Regions from separate parts of the Mus musculus genome. Here all the other regions are linked to region 3. A link is a contact called in public ChIA-PET and promoter capture Hi-C data. All regions are on one chromosome and are shown on one strand. The core of a region is the stretch at or near the end of the contact, and the rest is flanking DNA. Distances in the headings are between cores, read along the strand shown.

Region 1 (4,235 bases), core at 471-2,970, 570 kb before region 3:
GTGAGGAGGTGCCCCCTCCTCTGGTTTCTGCTGTGGTGTTTTCCCTCCGTTTTTTCAGGCCTCATTTACCTATGCCAGGATCTATGCCAGGTGCACCATGTACTTGCTGTTTAATTAACCAACAAGGACTTTGAATGGCCAAGTACCGTACCTGTCACATTGTTATTACAAGGACTCGATCAAGGAGACAAATGTAAAAGGGAGGGTGTTTCGAGGTCCTTTGAGGATATCCTGGCATACCCAATTCCAATTTTAATGTCAGTGTGATGACTTTTGGTCATGGCTACTGATCTACTGCCCCAGGTAATAAAATCTATTGAGGGCAGGGAAGATGTACATGCGTTTAATCTGGAGCTCAGAACGGTCAGGGCATGGTTTCATCGGTGACCAAAGCTCACAGGAGTTGTTTTACGCCTGTTTTCTACAGTTCACACGGCGGTACCTTCTTCCTCCTGGCTTTCTGTCCCCTTGTAGAGAGAATAGTTTCTGATTATCTTAGGATTTCTTTTTCTGTTCTGATTTTATCTCATTCATTTAAAGAGAATGATATGCATCGTTGTATTGGGGTTCTCTAGAGAAAGAGAGCCAGTAAATTTTATGCATGTATTCATTCATGTATCAATTAATTAATTAAGATGCATTAGCTCACATGACAGTGGAGGATGAGGGGGTGTGTCCTGTGATCTTCTGCTGTCCTCAGGCAGGCGCCCCAGGAAAGCCAGTTGTCACAGTTAAGTCACAGTCTGAAGGCCTGGTTCCTCAGGTTGCTGGGGACTAGCAGATGAGAGGAGCTATCCATCCCGACTCACACTGTGGAGTAGGAGGGCAAAGGCCAGAACTCACGGATTCTTCCTTCCTTTTTCTGCTTTGTGTTTCCCCAGCCTCGAGGGACTGGTTCATGCTGTCCTCACGAGGAAGGGCCTCACCCCTGAGTCCACAGCTTCAGATGGCTGAGATTACCAGGAAATAGCCTCAGAGAAGAATGCTGAGATAATAGGAACCTCGTGATCCAGGAAAGAGTATATGCAGAATTAACACAGGTATTAATGACACCTGAATGGAAAGTAATGTTCTGGCCTTCTGTGAGTGGATGAGTGTGTGTGTGTGTGTGTGTGTGTGTGTGTGTGTGGGGTGTGTATGTGTATACGCACATGTGCACGTGCACACACACACAGGAGTAAGAACTTTAAAACAATCAGAATGTGTAGGAAGGAAAGATCTAACTTGATCATCAGTTTTTCCTTACCCAGGTCTTCGACTCTCTTGAAATAAAGGGTAGATCGTTGTGTGTAGGCTTCTTGTTTGTGTAAGTTAGAGTACTTTATGAATGAGTGAAGGGTTGAATAAAGGACATGACTGACTTCTTCCCACAGACTCTTTTTCTACGTAGGTCCCCTACACCAGGAGACACTCACTCCTCTTTCGGACAGACTTGCTACCAAGTTCACACATAGCATGTTAAATGGCTTTAATGCTTCTCATGTCTATAAATAGGTGCTTTTAAAAATGGGGCCACTGTGGGACCTGACCATTCTTGTCACTCTCCTTTCTCTTCCCGTAGGGAAATGGCACATTTATAAAGAGTATGTGAGATCTGATGCTTTGTGTCTTTCACAGGCCGCCTATCAGAGCGAGAGTGACAAGGCAGCTCTTAGGTGCAGACTTGCTTGTGGTATTGGGCGTTTTTTTTGTTGTTTTGTTTTTTGTCAGCTTGACACAAGCCAGTGTCATTTCACAAGAGAGAACCTCAATTAAGAAAGTGTTCTCATTAGATTGTCCTCTAGGCAGGCCTGTGGGGCATTTCCCTGATTGATGTAGAAGAACCTAGCATCCTGGGAGTGGTACCATGGCTAGACACATGGTCCTGGGGTGTTGAAGCAGTCCTTCTCCATGGCCTTTGTTTAGTTTCTGCTCCAGATTCTTGCCCACTTGAGCCAAGTTCTGTTTCGAGTTCCTGCCTTGGTGTCTCTGAATGATGTGCCTAAGTGACTGATTGTAACCTGCAAACCAGATAAACCCCTTGTCTTCAAGTTGGTCAATGTTTTATCACAGCAGTAGGAAGCAAACTAAGGCTCCAACGAGCAGCTCACAGTCCTGCTGGCCTCTATCATTCTGACATGAATGTCAGCACACACCTCCTCACGGTGGTACTCTTCCGCATGTTCTTTGACATTCGTGCAATGCTATTAGCCTGGCTGGGAGTCGAGCCTCGCTGTGCCCTTGGTTAAGCCATTTCCCGGTGTCTTAGACTTTATTTGTAAAGTTGAGAGATGAGCCTCCCAGTTCTCTGGCTGTAAGGGCATTTTGACCTCTGAAAGGATGTGGGTGAAGTTTTAATCTTTCATACCTTCCTTCAAAGGAACATCCAGGTCATGTCAGTTATGACTCAGAATACCCTGCGGCGCTCTGGTTCTTGTAGAAATAAAGAACTTATACTTTAAGAGGCAGCCCATCAACTTAATTCAAACTTAGGAACAATAAACTAAAAGCCAATGTAACATATAATTTACCACTATTGTGTTTTTGTTTATGTTTCCCTCTGAGAGGGGGGTCTCATGTAGCCCAGGCTGGCCTTGAGTGTAGCTGAGGATGACGCTGACCTTCCGAATCTCTTACCACTACTGCCTGAGTGCTGGAATTAGAGGTGTTTACCTGCACGGCTAGTTTATGTAGTATTATGGCTCAAATCAGGGCATTGTGAATTCTAGGCAAGCACTCTGAATTAGCTGCATCTTCAGCTCATTTCTGTAACCCAGACTAGCCTCCATTTCATAAGAGTCCATTTGCCTCAGCCTTACCCAAAAGTCTGGGATTATAATCATAAACTACCACACCTAACATTTTGTCCTCTGTATTTCCCCCATTCCCCTACACCCTTTCTTTCTGTCTTTTGTTTGTTTGTTTGTTTGTTTGTTTCTCTGTGTAGCACTGGCTGTCCTGGAACTCACTCTGTAGACCAGGCTGGCCTCGGACTCAGAAATCCGCCTGCCTCTGCCTCCCCTCCCAATTAAAGGGAGATTAAAGATGTGCGCCACCACTGCCCAGCCGCTGCACCCTTTCTAAGCTGCTTCTGGTAGTACAGGAATTTTGCTTGCTTGCTTGATTTTTTTGGCTAAGAACCTTTCCCTCCCTATGTGCAGCTCCTGACATCATCTTCCAGGGTCCATATTACATGTTCAGTCAGGGCAGGAAGTACTCCGGATTGATTTCTTGCAGCCAGTGATTAACTTCCTCCATTGAGGACTTGTTTAAGGGGAAGAACCCACAGCTTGTTAAAATGATTGCCTATCCCTGTCTCACCTTCCTGCAGCAGAGAGATCTGCTTAGAACCTAATTAGAGCATATCGCAGTGGCGTTCCTTGATGGCCTCCTCCTCCTGTACTCTGCCCACATCTATACTCTCACACCTATAGCAGTCAGTTCCTGCTCATGGCAGGGAATGGCCACAGAGAAGGCTCCTTTAAGGGTTTCACTCTTTCTCCTCCACCCTGCAGTCTTTGTTTGCTCTCCTCCTTATGTAATGTTCTTTAAAGTCTTTGAGAGCTGGGGATATAGCTGAGCTTGATAGCACTTGCAAGAATTCTTGGGGCTCTGGGTTCGATTCTCAGCACTTCAGAAACACAAGGCAAAGAACAGCACAGGTTACTTTTGGATCCTGAGATAGATATATGGGAAATTGGGGTACTTTAAAGCCACTGTAGACTGGTCAGAGCTTCCTGGTAGCATTGGCAAAGAGAGCCTTTTGGGAGATACTTTCCTGCATCCCATGGAAATGAATTTTCTTCCTATTAAAGATAAGGCTGATGTCCCTACCATGTACATAGGTGTTGATGATGGCCATTTGTCGCCACCTGACCTCCTTAGCAGCTGGAACACCCTCTAGCTCACTGGGTGCATTTGCTTTTTAGGGTAGTTTTTGTTTAATTTGTATATTGAGTGGTATACACAGTCCTACATTTATTTATTTTATATATGTGAGTACAATGTATCTATCTTCAGACACACCAGAAGGGGGCATCAGATCTCATTGCAGATGGTTGTGAGCCACCACGTGTTTGCTGGGAATTGAACTCGGGACCTCTCGAAAAAAGCAGTCAGTGCTCTTAACCATTTGAGTCGTCTCTCCAGCCCCCATCGTCCTGCTTTCTTTGTTCTCCATTATCTGAACAATTTGTCTTTCCTAGCTTTTTGGCAAATATAGACAAAGTTTAAGTTAGCTATTTATACTTACTAAA
Region 2 (4,601 bases), core at 761-3,260, 530 kb after region 3:
AATAGCTTGTCAGAGGGAGTGTTCTTTCCCCTTTACGGTTGAAGAACCTGGGGGCTAGGGTAGCTGAGATGTTAAATAACTTACTTACAACCCTCCTGCCTCCACTTCTGAGTGCTGGGATTGCAGCCATGCCTGGTTTAATAAACACTTAGTGAGGTAACTACTAACTACACTATAAGTCTTTCAGCAGGCAACTCACACTTTGGTGTGAGCTGCCTGATGTGGAGGCTGGGACTTGAACTCACGTCCCCTACAAGAGCAGTGCACACTCTTAGCCGCTGAGCCGTTTCCCTGGCCCCACAGTGTGTATTTCTTATTTGCTCATTGGCTATAGGAGCCTAAGCTTCACAAAGGCAGAACTGTGACATAGACTCACCTACTCTGCTGCTATAGAGCTCCAGCTTGGAACTCACACAGAGCCCACTCTGGCCTCAAACTTGTGGCAATCCTCCTGCCTCTGCCTCTTGAGTTCTGGGATGGCAGACATGAACCACTGTATCTAGTTTGGTTTTGTCCACCCTTAATCCTCATTTTCCAGCTACACGGCCTGCACAAAAAGTGTTATTTGTTAATTACTCTTTAATTGGGGGATTTCTTACAGAGAACTTGGGTATCTGGAGTTCCTTAAAGATTTGGCAACACTAGTCCTGGGGAAGTTCAACTTTCAGCACGCTTCAGTTGCCACCAGGCTGTATAATCTAACCAGCCCATTTCACTCCTTTTCATTATCTGTCTTTGAACTCGTTCGTGTCCCTGCGTGATCAGGGCTTCAATTGCTTGTTCTACACACAACTGAGGAGCCCCTGAGAGGGGGAAGGATGGCTTGACAGAACTCTGGAGGGCTGAGTCTAGACTAAAGTTGAGTTGTGGGCTTTGTGTGAGGTTCAGTGTAGTAGGTTCCAGACCTTGGCCCCCAGGTAACACGGGCCTTTTATCCAGAATCATTATAATAAGAGAGTGTCCTGAGATAAAATATATGTCAGGCTGAGGGAGCAGATGAGTTGCAAAATACTCGGCTTGGTTTGCACAAGGCTCTAGGTTTAATTCCCAATATTAACCAACCAATAATCAAATACATGCCTTCAAGATTATACCCGAGTACCCAAACTCCTAACTTTCATGAAAGCTGACCGGGTGTCCTGATGCCCCTCTGGTGCCGATGCAAATTTGGTAGACCAAGGTGATTAAGTCTCCTCGCTCACTCCATGCATCCAGCACTAGCAGTTGCAACCGTGCAGCTCTGAGCCTTTGCACAGGCACTTGCCTGGGAACTCCCACACAAGCGGAGCTTAGCAGCCCACAGGTTGAAGGGCCCCTTATGGCTCCCTAGCAGATATGCCTGCTGCAACCATGTGTCTCTCACAAAATTGTTCAGAATGTAGCCAGGCGTAGTGGGTCATGCCTGTAGTCCCAACTCTGGGAAGGCTGAAGTGGGAGGAATATTGCGACAGAATTCGAGGCTAATCTAGGTTACACAGCCAGTGTCAGGGTAGCCTGGGACAGAGTGGGTCTCTGCCCTAAGAGGGGGGGGGGGAGTTCAGACGGTTTGGAATGCTTAAATGGACAGATGCACGCAACAGGCAGTGTCCCACTCGCCAAGATGGATCCTTTTCCGCGTCAGTGGTCTGGCTGAGCCAGACTGCTCTTTCCCCTCCTTCCCAGAGCAAGCGCCGGGCAGTACAGGGCGGCCCCAGCCGGAATGCAGCTTCGGTCACAGTCCCACCCATGGCCCCGCGGCACCAGTTTCAGCCCCGGCCAGGGTGGGGACGGCCGCGCAGAGTCCTCCTTCAGGTCCTCTACACCCTGCCGGCCTACCTTGCCCCCGGTGCTTAGAACCTGCCAAGGCCACGTTTCCACGCTCCCGAACAGTGAGTTCCTGATCATGCCCAACATGGTGACGCCGTGGGGTCTGGCCGATCGAGCGTACACTCACTGGCAGTAAGGTCCACAGGGCGAGGGGCAGTAAGCGCGTGAGTAGACAGGCGATTGGGGCGGGGCTGCGGCGGTCTCCGCCCACTGGGCGACACCGGGCGTGGCCTGGGCAGCGTCCCCCAAACTCCACCCACGTGAGCCCAGTCTCCTGGGTGCGGAGCTGGTTCAAGCCTGTAGCACCCCACTTTGTGTATACTTTCCTTAGTCACCCTCTTCCTACCTCACTGCATCTCACAGATGATTAAAAACAAACCGTGTTCGTTCTTTTGTGACAGGGTCCTGCTATGCAGCCTACGCTGGCCTGAGGATCCCTCCGCTTCAGCTTCTGGAGCACTGGGCTTGCAAGTGATCACTGTCACTCCTGGCTTCATCTTCTAAGGGGATGGAAAAGCCACTCTTAACCTTTTTCTTACTGTTTTCTTTTTTAACTTTGTCTTTTTAGTTTGTTGGGCAGGGTCTCAGTGTCCAGGCTGGCCCAGAACTCACTATTGTAAACAGGGTGGCTGGGAACTCTGCTGTCTTCCTGTCTCAGCTTCCTCCGAGCTGAGGATTATGGGAGTGCGTCACCATAACAAGCTCTACAGTGCATTTAAAAATGGTTTTACTTTAAGGTGTGTGCGCGCACACTGGTGCGTTGTATTCCCCTGGGAGCTAGTATCACAGGAGGTCCCAAAGGTGGGTGCTAGGAACAGAACTGAGATCCTCTCTGAAGGCAGTGTGCGTCTTTAAGAGCTGAGCCATCCCTCCAGTCCCAACAGTGTATTAATCACAAGTTTCACACTACTTGCCCAAACAACAGCTCGTTCAGTCCCCTTATAACCTAACCGATTTTGTCAGGATTTATTTTATTTGAGTGTTTGTTTCTTGCCAAGTACTTTGTAAATATTACCTGTACTCTAGTACACTCTAGGATCATTAATATACACACACCACATAATAGTATCACAGATATTATTAGGGTACTAGATACTAAATCTACACACATCACACAGTCCTAGTATCACAGTTGTACATGTACCCATCTTACGGGGGTGGGGAGGTTGAGGGAATGGTGTGAAGATACTGAATAGGAGCAAAATGCATATGCAAATGATATGCAAATGATATATACATAAACTGTCATAGTGAAGCCCATTGCTTTATATGCTATCTGTCCTGGTCAACTTGACACAAACAAGTGTTATTTGAGAAGAGGAACCTCCATCGAGAGCTTGTCTGCATCAGATCACCTGTTAGCCAGTCTGCGGGGGCAATTTCTTGATTAATGACTGAGATGGGAGGTTCCATTCAACTGTGTATGGTATTGCCCCATGGCAGGCAGTTCTGAGTTGTTAAGAAAGTAGGTTGAGCAAGAAGACCTAAGGAGCAAGCCACTAAACAGGACTTCCCCACGGGGTCTGCTTCAGTTCCCACCTCTGGGTCCCTGCCTTAAGTGATGGAATGTGACTGTGTGTCCATTGTGTCCAAGTGTGGAGCATTGTAAGAAAACAATAAACCTTTTCCTCTCAGAGTTGCTTTTGATCATAACAACATATTATTATTAACATAAAATTTTATATATTATATATTAATATTTTACACAATATTGTACATATTATATGTTACATATAATTAATAATAAATTGTTATTGTTATAGTACCAATATAGTGACAAAAGCAGAGGGAGAAAAAGAGGAAGTCTGAATCAAAATAAACAGGTTTTTCAAACCACTGAAAGCTCGTGGTTTATAACCCCCTGACCCCGCAGGAATGGACCCTCTCTTACCCCCTTCATATCTGGCTTCTCTGAAAGGCCACTTCAAATCCTGTGTCTTTATGACCAGTGGAACAGGTTCCTCTTTGTTCTAATGTCCTGCCCATGTGACATTTGTTCGTGCACCTTGAACCTGATGGCTGAAATGGCTTAGGTTGGCTGCTACTGAGCTGTGATCTGAATCGTCCGTTGTGTGTAGCTGCTGTATGTGTATGTGTGTCTCCTTGACAAAGGGAAGTGGAGGCTGAGCTAGGCAGAAGTCTCAGCAATAGTCATAACGATGTCCTCAAGTTTGGTGGGAAGAAATACTCACGTTATTAACTGCGTATGAAAAGAGGGCTTTCCCATAGCTTCATTACAGATTCTTTCATTGGTGTATAATAAGTGGCTGTTTAATTAGTTCATACTTTGTTTCTTGACACTAAAATGCCATTTATATTAAGAGGCACTATTTTTATGTACCATCAAGAAAGAAACAAAATGTTACTGAAGAAAAACTATGTTGGGGCTGGCGAGGTGGCTCAGTGGGTAAGAGTACTGACTGCTCTTATGAAGGTCCTGAGTTCAAATCCCAGCAACCACATGGTGGCTCACAACCACCTGTAATGAGATCTGATGCCTTCTTCTGGTGCATCTGAAGTCAACTACAGTGTGCTTATGTATAATAATAAATAAATCTTTAGGCCAGAGCAAGCAAAGACTGAGCAAGCAGGGCTGACCAGAGTGAGCAGAGGTCCTAAAAATTCAATTCCCAGCAACCACACGAAGGCTCACAACCATCTGTACAGCTACAGTATACTCACATATATAAAATTAATTAATGAATCTTTAGAAAAAAAAAAAGAAAAACTATGCATTCAGTTGACTATTAGATACACCAACATACACTAAATTATGATTTAATTTATAGGAGATC
Region 3 (4,748 bases), core at 1,561-4,060:
GCCTCCAAGTTCCAGTCCTGACTTCCTTTGGTGAAGAACAGCAAAATGGAAGTGTAAGCTGAATAAACCATTTCCTCCCCAACTTGCTTTTGGTCATGATATTTGTGCAGAAATACAAACCCTGACTAGGACAAATTGGTACCTGTCCCGGCCTTTGGGACAGTCGACCAGGGTCTGGGGAACCACCTATGGAGAGAACGAGAGGTGAGAAGCACAAGGACTGACAGCAAGTCTGATTGATCAAGCTGTCAAATTTTTATTGTTCCCAGGCAGATTTTATGCCCACAGAAGCAGGGTATGGGGAGGGGGATTTCGCAGAATTGCTTTGTTTCTGGGAGAACGCACCTGTTCCCAAAAGCAGGCTATTGGCTAGGTAAAAAGTTCAGCAGGAGGAACAGAACAGAATGGGTTGCAAGGTACCTGTCCACAAGATCTACAGCTATTTGTTCTTAACTGGGGGTAGTAGTTTCCATAGAGGCCTCAACTTTTTCCCACAGAAATCTAAACTAAGCTAGTGCTTTTCCACTAAGGCCAAGACTTTGTAAGTAAGCACTTATGGCTAACAAGGCAGTTAACATTCAAACACGGTCGCTCCCAACAGGTACCAGCATAGTGGGGTATTCCTGTGACAACCTGACCATGTTTTGGGGAGGACTGTGGAAGAACTTTGGAACTTTGAGCTAGAAGAGCATTGGTTTTTAAGAGCTCTGTGGGATGTTGTGTAGGAGCTTGGAAGATAATGTTGAGAACAGTGCAGAAAATGGAGGCCTGGCTTGTGAAACTTCAGAGGGATATTAAAGAATCTTTTATTGTTTGTTTGTTTGTTTGTTTTTTCAAGACAGGGTTTCTCTGTGTAGTCCTAGCTGTCCTGGAACTCACTCTGTAGACCAGGCTGGCCTCGAACTCAGAAATCTGCCTGCCTCTACCTCCCAAGTGCTGGGATTAAAGGCATGTGCCACCAATGCCCAGCGATATTAAAGAATCTTACCAGGGCTGTTGCTACTTTGATTGTGAAGATTCTGTGGTTTTGGTTAGCTGGAGCTGAAGGATCAGCTGTGGTTAACAAGATACCAGGACTACTAAAGCGAAACCTTTGCATTACTGGGGCAATTGATGCTGGTTAGCTGGAGCTACGAAATTAGCGGTGATAAAGAAGAGGCCAGCATCACTGAGGTGACATCTTCTGGAAGGTGTTTTCTGAGAGCACAGAAGCTGTGTTCTGGAGACAACCACAGTTGTGCCTCATGTAGGACCCATACTTGGTAATGTATAAGAGTCACCCAGGTGGTACTGGTTTTGAAACATGAAGGGGTAGCAGCTGATGCTTGGCTCTGTGAGAGGCCAGGAGAGGTCACTGGTGAAGGTGCAGCCACAGTGGCAGTTGAAGGCCCAGGACTAAAGGGGTCATGCAGAGAAGTTGAAGCTTAGCACCATGAAAAGAGCCTATGAGAGTGAAAGTGCAGTCCAGTTGTAGCAGAAAACAGCAGTGTTTTGGAGATGCCAGTACCACTGAGAACAGCAACACTGGTGTACAGGCATCTGGAGCCTAGAAAACAAGGTGGGTGCTACAAAGGGCTGAGCTGGAGAAGTAACACAAGCCCTTGGAGGAGCCCAGAGCATCGAGAGTGGATCCCAGACATTGGATAGTCAGAGTTTGATTTTGCTTTTGATTGTGACTATGCCCTGGTATTTTTCCCTCTTGAAGTATGAAAGTATTTTAGTGGAGCCCACAGATAGGAGACTGAATTGTAAAAAGACTTTGAATTTCAAGATATTAGATATTTTAAAGGGATTGAACTTCGGTGGTAGTTGAGACTGTAGAAGGGTATAGATGTATTTATATCTCCCCCAAGGAAGGAATTTTAGCAACACAGGCATACATCATAAAGCCAAGCTGCTTGTAATATCTTGAAACAGATGAGAGAATCCCTATAAGGCATTGGGTTACTACCCATCTATATGAGATTGGCTCAGATAAGCAGTTTCCTTTTTTTGTATTAGCTGTTTATCTTCCTGGCTTCTGGTAGTTCCATAGTGATCTGTCAATAAAACAGCATATTCTAACAATTTCTTACTTATTTCTAACTCCTTAAAACACACACACACACAGTCTTGGCATTTCCTGTATGGCCTCCTACTACAAAACTCCCTGCTTTCAAAGTTTAGAAAAGAACTCTGCTTCTGTACTAGTGTGAATTGAAATTTGAGGGCTACAGACTACCTTTCTTCCTCATTGGTAAAATAGGTGTAAAAATACCGATTTTTGCCTGACATGGTGGTGGTTTACCCTGTAACCCAGCACTTCTGTTGATTGAGCCAGGATCGAGAATTCGAGGTCACCAGGGTCATACAGAGTGAACTTCTATCTCAAAAACAAAAACCCAGACCATTCTGTAAAGTCGTTTGAAGATAACCAGCATTACAGTTCTTTTTTTTTTTTTTTAAAAAGATTTATTTATTAATTGATTTTTATGTATATGAGTACACTACAGCTGTCTTCAAACGCACCAGAAGAGGGCATCAGATCCCATTACAGATGGTTGTGAGCCACCATTTGGTCGCTGGGAATTGAACTCAGGACTTTCGGAAGAGCAGTCAGTGCTCTTAACCGTTGAGCCATCTCTCCAGCCCCAGCATTATGGTTCTTAATATGTGTTGCTCAAAGGTAATTAATGTGTCTTCGGGGGTAGGAAAAGGCTTTATCTTTTGGACATCTTTGGCCTTGGGGAAGCCTAGCCCTTTAAGGCAGCGCCGCCCCAGCCTCCAGCGCGCGTCTCTTGCCCCGCCCCACCCCTCGGGTTTGGAGGCGGGACCTCCAAACCCGGAACTGAAGGCCGCGCATTGCCGGCCCGGCCAATCGGCGTCCCGGAAGGAGCGAGCTGAAGCCACCGAGCCAGTGAATGACAGCAGCGCCGCCCGCCGGTCGCGGCTGCAGCCCTGCCGGCGTCCCGAGCCTCCTGTCAACGCGAGCGGCGTGCTTTCCAGCGGCGCCTCTCCAAGTGTCTGTGGCCCAGCGGGGTCTCCCCGCTCTCCCTAGCCTCTGCCCCGGTGTCCCTCCGCTGCAGGGGCCATGGGCAGCGAGCAGAGCGCGGAGGCCGAGAGCCGCCCCGGCGATCTGAACGCCTCAGGTCGGTGCCTCACCTCCCCGCACCGGTGTTGCTGGCGAAGCCGACCGCCCCGGTGCAGGCCCTCTGTGTTCCCTAACACAAAAAAAGCGTGGCCTCCCGCCCCAGTCCTAGTCCCCTAAACCGGCTTGCCCGGCTTCACTCTAATTTCTAAAAGACGACCTACTTAGTGTTCGGTTCCTGGACTCCACACTGACGTGGAGACTTGGGTCACACTGGATCGATCATACCCGAGTCCTCCAAGATCAGGTTTTCTGAAAATCGGGGTGTCGAGGAACCTTTTCAGAAGGGTCCTGTGAGCACTGGGCGGTCACTCTCAGTGTTTGGGTGCAAATATTTCCAGGCACCGCTCTCTGGCCACTCAGGTATCGGTTTTTTGTTTTGTTTTGTTTTAATAATTTTAAAAATAAGTTGGCCAGGTGGCAGGCAGTCTCTCGTGTATCTTCTGTTCACATTTTTTAGACGTCTCTTAGCATTTGGGGTAGGATTTGGAAGGGTTTTGTCCTGTACCTGTAGTAAGTGCTCAATAAAACAGCTGGCAATTGAAAACCATTTGGTCCTTTTGTTGTTACTTAGGTAACCTCTGAGAGGGCCCTCGATAGGCTCAAGGGTTACAAGCCTAATTAGTTAAACTCTCTCATAGCCAAAGAGTCTCAGAGTGGCTCTCTACTTGGTAATCTTTGCAACTTAGAAATGTGGAAGCTAACAGATGATTCATGCTGAAGGGCGTTCCTTCAAGACCTGCAGTCAGGGGCTTGCAGCTACTAGCTTTGTTATGTTTTCATTCCTTGGAAGGCCTAGAGTATCACGTCTGTTTTTAAGAAACCCGCAAAAATGGCTCATCTCATACTTTTTTTTTTTCTGTATCAGGCCAGAAGCACACTTTAGGGGAAGTAGTGTAGCATCCTATCAGACAGTTGCTCATCCGGGAACCATAGAAATGAGCATAGGCTCATTTCTGATAGAACGTACACATCCCGTGCCAGGATAATGTTTATAGTATACCCATTTTTGCCCACATCTTTACCAATTTTATGCATAAATAATGCCTAACTGCTTTGAAGTCCCTTTTCCTTTGAGTCTGGAGGAATCGTGTAATTTGTTGCAGAAAAGACTGGTACTGCTTTTGTAAAGTGTCAGATAAATGACAAAGCCAAGATAAACTTTTCCTGAAAAAGCAATAAAAGCGGCAGAGGTCCATCGTTGTTGTCATCTGTCCCCCACTCCCACCCCAGCACGGTGAGGCACCAGGAGAAGCTCGCTCCTGGAAGATGGAGTAGTTCTGTGGTATTTATCCTCAGGACAGACGGATGGGCCTGAGTGTGTTTACTGTTTACCAGAACTTTCAAGAATAAGACAGCTTAGGGATTCATTCTTGTTCCAGCCAGGAAATTATTTGGGTAAGAGGATATCTTGTTCTAGAGACTCCTTGTAGGTTTACATTGACATGCCCCGGAAGCAATGCTCCCATTTTCTGAATGGTTCCTATTGATGGTTTCTGTCCTCCGTGCACAAATGCTGCACCAAGCTCCCTGAAGCCTTAGGTATAGACTTATAAGTTGGGATTGGAACCAGAGATTTTGGCTCTTTTCTCCACACCTGGCTGGCTCTGATAGGCTAGAG

Evidence for each region. Promoter capture Hi-C pulls out the DNA fragments that hold promoters and counts their contacts. ChIA-PET counts read pairs in DNA pulled down with a chosen protein or histone mark.
Region 1: an RNA polymerase II ChIA-PET map of memory CD8 T cells shows a contact between it and region 3, with 5 read pairs. The contact joins the enhancer-like site here to the promoter of Borcs5 in region 3. A contact is called at or near these places in 5 of 39 promoter capture datasets (hematopoietic stem and progenitor cells, hippocampal neurons, liver and 2 more) and 4 of 115 datasets of contacts at active chromatin or transcription factors (craniofacial prominence, memory CD8 T cells, microglia and 1 more).
Region 2: a promoter capture Hi-C map of liver shows a contact between it and region 3, with 2.1 times the contacts expected there. The contact joins the promoter of Hebp1 here to the promoter of Borcs5 in region 3. A contact is called at or near these places in 3 of 39 promoter capture datasets (fetal liver, liver and pre-B cells) and 1 of 115 datasets of contacts at active chromatin or transcription factors (trophoblast stem cells).

The regions. Positions count from the first base shown.
Region 1 is chr6:134,065,426-134,069,660 of GRCm38.p6, forward strand. The region is part of intron 1 of Etv6 (ets variant 6); the gene reads left to right. Among named protein-coding and RNA genes, the nearest start is that of Etv6, 32 kb to the left of the region's middle. Within about 2 kb of position 1,721, at least 37 of the 459 cell types and tissues checked have an H3K27ac peak or open chromatin away from gene starts, as enhancers often do. A contact at or near this core is called in memory CD8 T cells and microglia, where this site is marked.
Region 2 is chr6:135,166,205-135,170,805 of GRCm38.p6, forward strand. It overlaps Hebp1 (heme binding protein 1), which reads right to left and starts at 2,011. Exons shown (of 4, transcript NM_013546.3): 1 at 1,816-2,011. The coding sequence starts at 1,893.
Region 3 is chr6:134,638,130-134,642,877 of GRCm38.p6, forward strand. Borcs5 (BLOC-1 related complex subunit 5) reads left to right here and starts at 2,811. Exons shown (of 4, transcript NM_026371.3): 1 at 2,811-3,128. The coding sequence starts at 3,071.